2 separate regions of the Salmo salar genome follow, and region 1 is linked to region 2. Evidence: chromatin contacts called from public Hi-C data. All regions are on one chromosome and are shown on one strand. The core of a region is the stretch at or near the end of the contact, and the rest is flanking DNA. Distances in the headings are between cores, read along the strand shown. Region 1 holds the start of LOC106560658 (serine/threonine-protein kinase N2). Region 2 overlaps LOC106560658 (serine/threonine-protein kinase N2).

The links. A called contact is a pair of places that touch in the nucleus more often than the background predicts.
Region 1: a contact with region 2 is called in a Hi-C map of gill, with 2.3 times the contacts expected there. The contact joins the promoter of LOC106560658 here to the enhancer-like site in region 2. A contact is called at or near these places in 2 of 3 Hi-C or Micro-C datasets (blood and gill).

What each region holds. Positions count from the first base shown.
Region 1 is chrssa10:53,123,640-53,128,326 of Ssal_v3.1, forward strand. It overlaps LOC106560658 (serine/threonine-protein kinase N2), which reads right to left and starts at 2,003. Exons shown (of 20, transcript XM_014123742.2): 1 at 1,177-2,003. The coding sequence starts at 1,197.
Region 2 is chrssa10:53,087,661-53,091,764 of Ssal_v3.1, forward strand. It overlaps LOC106560658 (serine/threonine-protein kinase N2), which reads right to left. Exons shown (of 20, transcript XM_014123742.2): 3 at 1,045-1,199; 4 at 615-738; 5 at 112-269. Among protein-coding and RNA genes, the nearest start is that of kat3, 27 kb to the left of the region's middle. Within about 2 kb of position 2,486, at least 1 of the 13 cell types and tissues checked has an H3K27ac peak or open chromatin away from gene starts, as enhancers often do. A contact at or near this core is called in gill, where this site is marked.

The DNA.
Region 1 (4,687 bases), core at 753-3,252, 35 kb after region 2:
AATAACAATAGCGGGGCTATATACAGAGGGTACCGGTACAGACTCAATGTGTCAATGTGCGGGGGCACCGGTGTCGAGGTAATTGAAGTAATGATGTACATGTAGGTAGGGTTATTTAAAGTGGCTATGCATCATGTTGCTAAACCAAGGAATCCTATCCTAGGTGGTCCCAGAGCCCTTTACTGCATTGCAAAGAAGGCCTACCCTGCCTGTTCCACACCAACTTCCCGAGCACCTCAACTGAAAATAATATTACCTCAGTTTCAGTTGAAGCCGACTACCAAAGAGAGTTTAGTAGAGTGTAAAATACTCTGTGCTACTTACTACACTGCACAATCAGGAGTGGTTGAAACCAAAAACTAGTCCACTGTATGAAACTGAAGCCTATGATCTACCTGCCCCAAGCAACAGTTAATTAACCGACTATAGGAAGAGCTGACTTTGTAATGTCTGTGAGAGAAAATAATTGATAATATTAATAGAAATAAACGGGAGTTTACTGTGACAGTGAGACTGAGGTGCTGGAGCTGAAAATGATCGACACCGACCAAACAGACCAGTTAGTGGACATTTTGCTGATTCATAACGATAAATAACAGCAGATCCCTACTAGAGAAACGTGAAGTTTGAACAGAAATAACTTTGCTAAAATAGGTGATTGTTAATATGACAATTGATAGGTACAACATTCAAGTAGTTGTTGTAAGGGTCATAAAAAATAAAACGGTGGTGCACATTAATGTTATATTCTTATCGTTCAATATAATCGTTGTGATAATTCAATACATTTATCGCAATAAGGATTTTTGTCCATATCACCCAGCTCTATGAGGTGCCCTAAACAAATTGTCACACCCACAGACAGACAGAGAGATTAGTTTGACATAATCTGAGTAACAGAGATTAGGGCATATTACTTTATTGATCACGTGAATAATTTCACTTCCGCTTTAGAAGTAATCAAACAAAATAGGTTTGGGAGGGATTATGCAAAGAGATACAATCACATTTTCTCTGTTACACTAAAGCTACAGTTGGACACAAAGTAACAAGGTATGAACAAATTCCTACCAAGGCCAGTCTTTTACAGAAATAACCATGACCTGAAAACAAAAGATGTCATTATAGGCCCACAAACTGTTGTAAAAAAACGCGTTTTAGTTGCAGAGTTCTTACCTGTAGGGAATCCGCCGCCATCTTGGTTTTTCAACTTTGAATAAAACTCGGGACAGAGGATATTGGACGACTCATATGAAGAAACAATATTATTCCTCCCGTAGCCTATGCAGGATATTTTCCTAAAAATACGAATTCCTACTTCGTATATCCGAAATCATCAGTAATCACCTCTCTTCGTGATTAACATAGGAACTTTCCCATTACTGTATTTTTAGACTTCATTCTGTAGGCTGTTCAAAAAGATTCAACCGCAAAACAATCCCAAAATATCTTGTAGTTCTCTCCTTATGTAGAACTAAAAATACTAAACGCAAGCGCTCCTATCCTGAAACCGTCCTCAGAAACACACCGAATTAAAAACTTTATGCGCGGTTCCGACTGAACGTTGTCTGCCAGTCCAGCAACAAATTCACACACTATATGTAGCGTTCAAAACAACTGTGAACTCGGAAATATCCGACTTCAGTGCGTTCAAGAGAACTGGGGAAAAAACGAGCTCTGACTGGGAAAAATCGTTTTGAACGGTCATCCAACTAGGGAACTCGGGCCTCTGTAGAGTTTCGACTTTCGGACATGAAGATCACTGACCCAGTCGTCTAGAAATAACCATAACCTATAGTCGCAGAGTGCTTTCCACACACTCCTTTCCACACACGCCCACTACTTTCCTTTCGACACACCCACTCGCCCATTCCCCGGTCGCCATATTGGGATGCAGCTACCTCCTTCTTGCTCTAACCAAAGATTTGTATAATTTAACCAATATAAACCACAATCCGTCGTTTCCGATGGGAATTAATGCGCCATAGTGGGGAAAAATAAGCAAGGAAGGGGTCAGAGCTAAAGACGAGCTAGTGAGATCCTATTGGCGCGTTCTAGCATCATCTGCATATTTCCGTTAGGGAACGCCTACTTTGTGAAGTGCGCGTGTGCAATAAATAAATTCGCCTTTGGCTTTGCACTCTTTCTAAACAACATGATTTTTAAAAAACTTTTGCAAAGGGTAAAGTATAAATCGCAGTCCACTCTGTTCATAACATATTCTAGTTTTGGGAACATTAAACTGTATTGAGATCAAAACGTTTCATCGCTGAGAAATGTTGCATAATGTCGGCCAAAATCCATCTCGTTCCATCTTCTCCCGCTGCCCGTGGGCTTCCTCTCACTACCATATTTGGTAGTGAGTGGAAGCGCCAACCGGATGATTCACATTTAAACATCTAGTGAAATATCTGTCTCGTTGTTCTATCTGTGCTCTAACGAGGCGAGATTAGGTGGGACCATTCTAGCCAACGAGAGAGCAGACACGCGTGTGAATAACAGGCACAACTAGTTTCCACTAGTTACAGCAGCCACAAAGTCAAAGCGTGATATATTATGGTCAGCCATAAGGTTAAAGTTAGGTTTAAAATCACATTTTAAGAAGAGACAATGTAGAAATAGGTGGGGTTTGTGGCTGTGGTAACTAGTGAAGACAACTGCGACAGGGTTTTTCTCTAAATTGCCGGGATGTCTTACAGTATTTTTGGATTTTTTATTTAACCTTTATTTAACTAGGCGAGTCAGTTAAGAACAAATTCTTATTTACAATGACGGCCTACCCCAGCCAAACCTGGACGACGCTGGGCCAATTGTGCGCTGCCCTATGGGACTCCCAATCACAGCCGGATGTGATGCAGCCTGGATCAGTACACTTGTAAGGACCTAGCTAAATCAAATCAAATGTTATTGGTCACATACACATGGTTAGCAGATGTTAATGGGAATCTTGCGAAATGCTTGTGCTTCTAGTTCCAACAGTGCAGTAATATCTAACAATTCCCCAACAACTACCTAATACACACACATCCAAAAGGGGTGAATGAGAATATGTACATATAAGTATATGGATGAGCGGCATAGGCAAGGTGCAGTAGATGGTATCTAATACAGTATATACTGTACATGTGATATGAGTAATGTAAGATATGTAAACATTGTTAATGTGGCATTATTTAGTGGCTTTGTTTAAAGTGACTCGTAATCCATTTATTAAAGTGGCCAGTGATTGGGTCTTAATGTAGGCAGCAGCGTCTCTTTTTTGTGATTCAATTCCCATGTATGCACACCAAATAAAAAAATACAAGTTAAATGGGTTTTCATTGCATTTTCAACTATGTTTTATCACAAAGAACTGTTGCAGTGATATAGCGTGTGCCCGCTGTGACATTGGCAAGACGTGTGCTCTAGACCAGGGTTTCCCTGTTGTGTGACTCCAAGTTTACATTGATATGTGTCACGGCTGTCTTCGTCTTCTGACGATATAGCGAAATCGTCGTCTGAAAATGTAGACCAATACGCAGCGGATGTCGTGTTCATTTTTGAATTTAATTAATTGCTCACGTGAACACTATACAAAAAAACAATAACAGTGCAACAGTTTTGCATGCTATCCTAACGCAGTGCAAAAACAATCTCCCACAACAGACAAACACACCCTCATATATGGGACTCTCAATCAAAGGCAAATAGACAACACCTGCCTTCAATTGAGAGTCCCAACCCCAATGAACCCAAACATAGAAACAGACACACTAGACTCAACATAGAATTACATAAACATAGATCATAAACCAAAACCCGGAAATACTAAATCAAACGCCCTTTTTAGAAAAACACCACCCCTAACCACATAAAACAAATACCCTCTGCCACGTCCTGACCAAACTACTATACCAATTAACCCTTATACTGGCCAGGACGTGACAATATGATTATTATTATATCAACATTTGCACATAAAAGTTTTTCCACTGATATTTCTCGCACAATTCATTTTACCGACACAAAAAATATCCCACCGTGTCGAAATGACAAATGATCTTTCGGGAATTTATACAATTGTACCGAAACTTCCTGTTTGCATCACAGCTGTGATTTAAAATATATATATATACGATATGACTTAACACGCATAAAAACTGGATGAAAACGTGGTTATTGACCTCCATACAACAACTCCTTGCTTGGTGAGCGGGAAAAACACCATCTGCTGGAGAAGGCAGATTTGGGGCCCAGTTATCCCTTTCTCTTCTCCTCTTCTTCTCTGGCGACACTCCATCTTAACTCCTCCACATTTATTGGATTGGTTGAAAAGAGCAGAAGAAGCAACACCTGCTACGTTAGTGTGGCAATAACGCATTCAGGTATATTACATAAAAGTTATGTCATGATGATAATATTGTAATGAAACAGCAGGGAGCAGGTCTTGAACCCTCGACCTTCTAGCCCGAAGTCCAGCGTGCTATCGACTGTGCCGCAAAAGCATGCTTGAACGGCAGAGTCGATATCCGCGCTTATAAACCCAGGGTCGTTACAATATCATAGATATTTTGGGTGAGAGAAAACATCAAGTCGTTAGCAGAGTAATAGGGGCCAAATAAGAGGGATACACTATGGATGTCTCTCAGAACTATGTCAATAGGGTCGCCCCCCCCACAACCCCCTTTGTTGATTTGATGCCAAACGT
Region 2 (4,104 bases), core at 1,236-3,735:
GGGAATCTTCCAACCAGTATTTCTGAAAAAAATAAATAAAATAAAAAAACTGGGAATTTTAGGTAAAGTAACCAGAATTTTGCAACCCTAGGTATAAATCCATCGTCTCACCTCAGAGTGGGCCTTCTTCTCCGTAACCTTCCCAGAAGAGCCCAGCAGGATCATGACGTTCTGGGCTCCATCAGCTACAGCATGTTCTATCCTGGAGTGATGTCGCAACTCCTCTAGTCTCAGGTCCAGAGGACTGATGATGGGCTTGGACACAGAGACTGGGGACCAGAAATGTCTTATCATTATCACTGAGACTGGGGACCAGAAATGTCTCATCATTATCACTGAGACTGGGGACCAGAAATCTCTCATTATCACTGAGACTGGAGACCAGAAATACCATAACTATTACCTTTTCATAACCCAGAAAACATTTGAACATATCTGTACAGGGAGGTTTAAAAATGTTTGTAAAACAAATCAAACATTTTAAAAAGGATGCACAAAGTCCAAAAAGCCTAATTCCCCACATATACTTCATATAGCAGAGGGAAAAGCCCTCCAACAGACAGACGCATGCCATTGACGAGAGATGTGTTTCTAAGGTTATAGTGGGTTCATACCGTCGTTATTGCCGTAGTTGGTCTCACCAGTCTGGCTGGCTTTGAGGATCTGCATCCTGATAAACTCCATCTTGGTCTTGCTGTCCTGCAGCATCTGCTGAGCAGTGGCAAGCAGCTTCTTATCCTATTGAAGTTAGGAGGGGGGGATACATGTAAACATAAGCATGTTAAAAACGGGCTATTTCTTTAGCTCAGTGTTTTAACCATTTTGTTTTCGCCATTTGTTTTGATTTCTTTTGGAAACAACTTACTCATTCACTCTCAAAAAGATCAAAATAAACATTCTTAGCATTTCAACTTGAGTAACATATTCAATAACAGCGACTTTGTACGGCTGTGTATATGGTCTTTCAAATGAGGTTAAAAGCATTGAGACATTCCAGCTCAACTCAAATCTAATAGGGTAGCCATACCCTCCATCACACACTACCTTGGAGGATCCATTGGAATACATCTGGATCATATTCTCAGCTCCTTGTTTGCATTTGAGCTCAATGTCGTTCTGCTTCTTCAGAGCCCCCAGTCTGCTACTGCACATTCTGGACTCACTGCTGGGGGTGTCTGGGGTCAGAGGGCAGCCGGGAACTACAATAACAGGACAGATATGAGAGGGCAGTCAAACTACAACACAAAAAAAAAAATCTGGGATGAAATTAGATGCAATAATGCAAAAGGAAGCAGAGTGGACTCCAGAGTGGCGCAGCGGTCTAAGGCACTGCATCTCAGTGCTAGAAGTGTCACTACAGACCCTGGTTCGATCCCGGGCTGTATCACAACCGGCCGTGATCGGGAGTCCCATAGGGCGGAGCACAATTGGCCCAACGTCGTCTGGGTTATGGGAGTGTTTGGCCGGGGTAGGCCGTCATTGTAAAATAAGAATTTGTTCTTAACGGACTTGCCTAGTTAATTAAAAAGGTTAAATTGTATCTTGATAGCCAATGTAATGGTCAGTGAGCTTATTTGAAAATGTTGATACTGCGCAGTAGTATGCAGTCCATGTTGATACTGTCAAAATAATCACATAGTAATATAGACCTAAATTAATCAAATTGAGCTGTTTTTTTGGTAAAGACAGGATTTTTCCCAGACATCTTTTTCTATTTAGAGTCTGTTGAGCAATATTGGTAGCTGTCAGATTGTATCAATGTAACATTGTTAAGGCTTGTACAGACAAGCTGAGTTTCACTGACAGAGAGAACAGGTTTCAGTGAGACTGACTCCCAGGTGAAATGGAAAGAGTGGGGCCCCACACCACAACAGGACGTTAGCGTTCACAGCCAGGCCATGGAACAGACTGCACAGAACAACCACCCTGGGTCACATGGAGAAACATTTCCCCCTTTTGGATCCTCAAGTGACTTCCAAGTCATATTTGACAAAATCTGACAATTATCACCGTCTTCCATATAACCTTACACCCCCCAATGGAATACCGAATCAAAGTAGTTTATTTCCCATAATAAAAAGCCCCTATGAAAAGCCCCTGTGATGTACAGGAAAATCCCTCCCGATGTACAGGAGAAGGGAGTTACATGACTTCATCACTGTTTAGCTATTTCCCCCTTTCGTTACTTCATCGATCACAAAAGAGCACTACTGTACTGTACTCGCGCCATTCCAGACTCCAGAAATTCATACCAGGTCGTACAGGAGACCGGAGGCCACTTTCTATCATGAATGAATGAATGATCTACTGTCCTGTCTATTTAACTCAACATATAGGCCTACTGTACCTTTCACAGGGAATTACAAGAATACAATGTTTGTACAATACTCTGCATGTCTTAGGAAGAGAGTCTGCTTGTTCAGACTGTGTGGTACTATCAGTCTTAACTAAGCAAGACATGTACAGTAACTATTCTCCATATCTTCAAAAAGACCTCCCTGAAATCTAAACACTTCCTACTTCCTGTGTAGGGCACAGCAGCTCAGAAAGATGGAGGACAAGACAGAAGATGATGCTTGTACCTTCAGATAACTGTCAAAGAAAAGAACATAAAGTGTCTTAATAGGGCGTTGGGCCACCACGAGCAGCCAGAACAGCTTCAATGCTCCTTGGCATAGATTCTACAGTTGTCTGAAACTCTATTGGCGGGATGGTGAAATGGTTGGAATGGTGGTGGAAAACGCTGTCCAGAATCTCCCATCTCACCGGGCAAAAACTAGTTGAACACAATGTTGTTTCTACGTCATTTCAACCCCAAAATTCTAATGTGACGACATTGAATCAACATGGAAAACTGATTGGATTTGCAATGACAGGATGACATTTTTGGTTGATTTCACATTGAATTCACATTTGTTAACAACTCAACCAAATGCAAATCAAATCTAGACGAACTGGCGTCTGAGCCCAATGGGATAGGTGTTCAATTGGGTTGAGATCTGGTGACTGACACACAGACCCTTTAACCCCTCCATGCTCCTTTCAGACCCCTCTTTCAAAGTCACTGAGATCTCTTCTTCTAGCCATGGTAGCCAAAACAATGGGGCAACTGGGTATTTTTATACCCTAAGCATAATGGGATGTTAATTGCTTAATTAACTCAGGTACCACACGTATGTGGATGCACCTGCTTTCATTATACTTTGTATCCCTCATGTGTTTTTATCATTTTGGCAGTTACCTGTACTACAGTGCTTCATCAACAGCATAGAGATGGTCCAGGTTCAACTTGGGGGAGGTCAATACAGTACCATATAGTGTACAACATACTGTACTTGGAAGCCTACATAGATGAGAGTCAGGTTTGATATCATAGACATCATATATAAAAGGGCTCACAGAAAACAAGAGTGAGTGTGTCAGAGGTAAATAGATTTATAACTAGCAGCTAGACTTGCAGAGTGAGTGTGTCAGAGGTAAATAGATTTATAACTAGCAGCTAGACTTGCAGAGTGAGCGTGTCAGAGGTAAATAGATTTACAACTAGCAGCTAGACTTGCAGAGGTAAATAGATTTATAACTAGCAGCTAGACTTGCAGAGGTAAATAGATTTATAACTAGCAGCTAGACTTGCAGAGGTAAATAGATTTATAACTAGCAGCTAGACTTGCAGAGTGAGCGTGTCAGAGGTAAATAGATTTACAACTAGCAGCTAGACTTGCAGAGGTAAATAGATGTACAACTAGCAGCTAGACTTGCAGAGGTAAATAGATTTATAACTAGCAGCTAGACTTGCAGAGTGAGCGTGTCAGGTAAATAGATTTATAACTAGCAGCTAGACTTGCAGAGGTAAATAGATTTATAACTAGCAGCTAGACTTGCAGAGTGAGCGTGTCAGGTAAATAGATTTATAACTAGCAGCTAGACTTGCAGAGGTAAATAGATTTATAACTAGCAGCTAGACTTGCAGAGTGAGCGTGTCAGAGGTAAATAGATTTACAACTAGCAGCTAGACTTGCAGAGGTAAATAGATTTATAACTAGCAGCAAGACTTGCAGAGTGAGCGTGTCAGACTTTGCATCCCAAATGGCACCCGATTCCCAT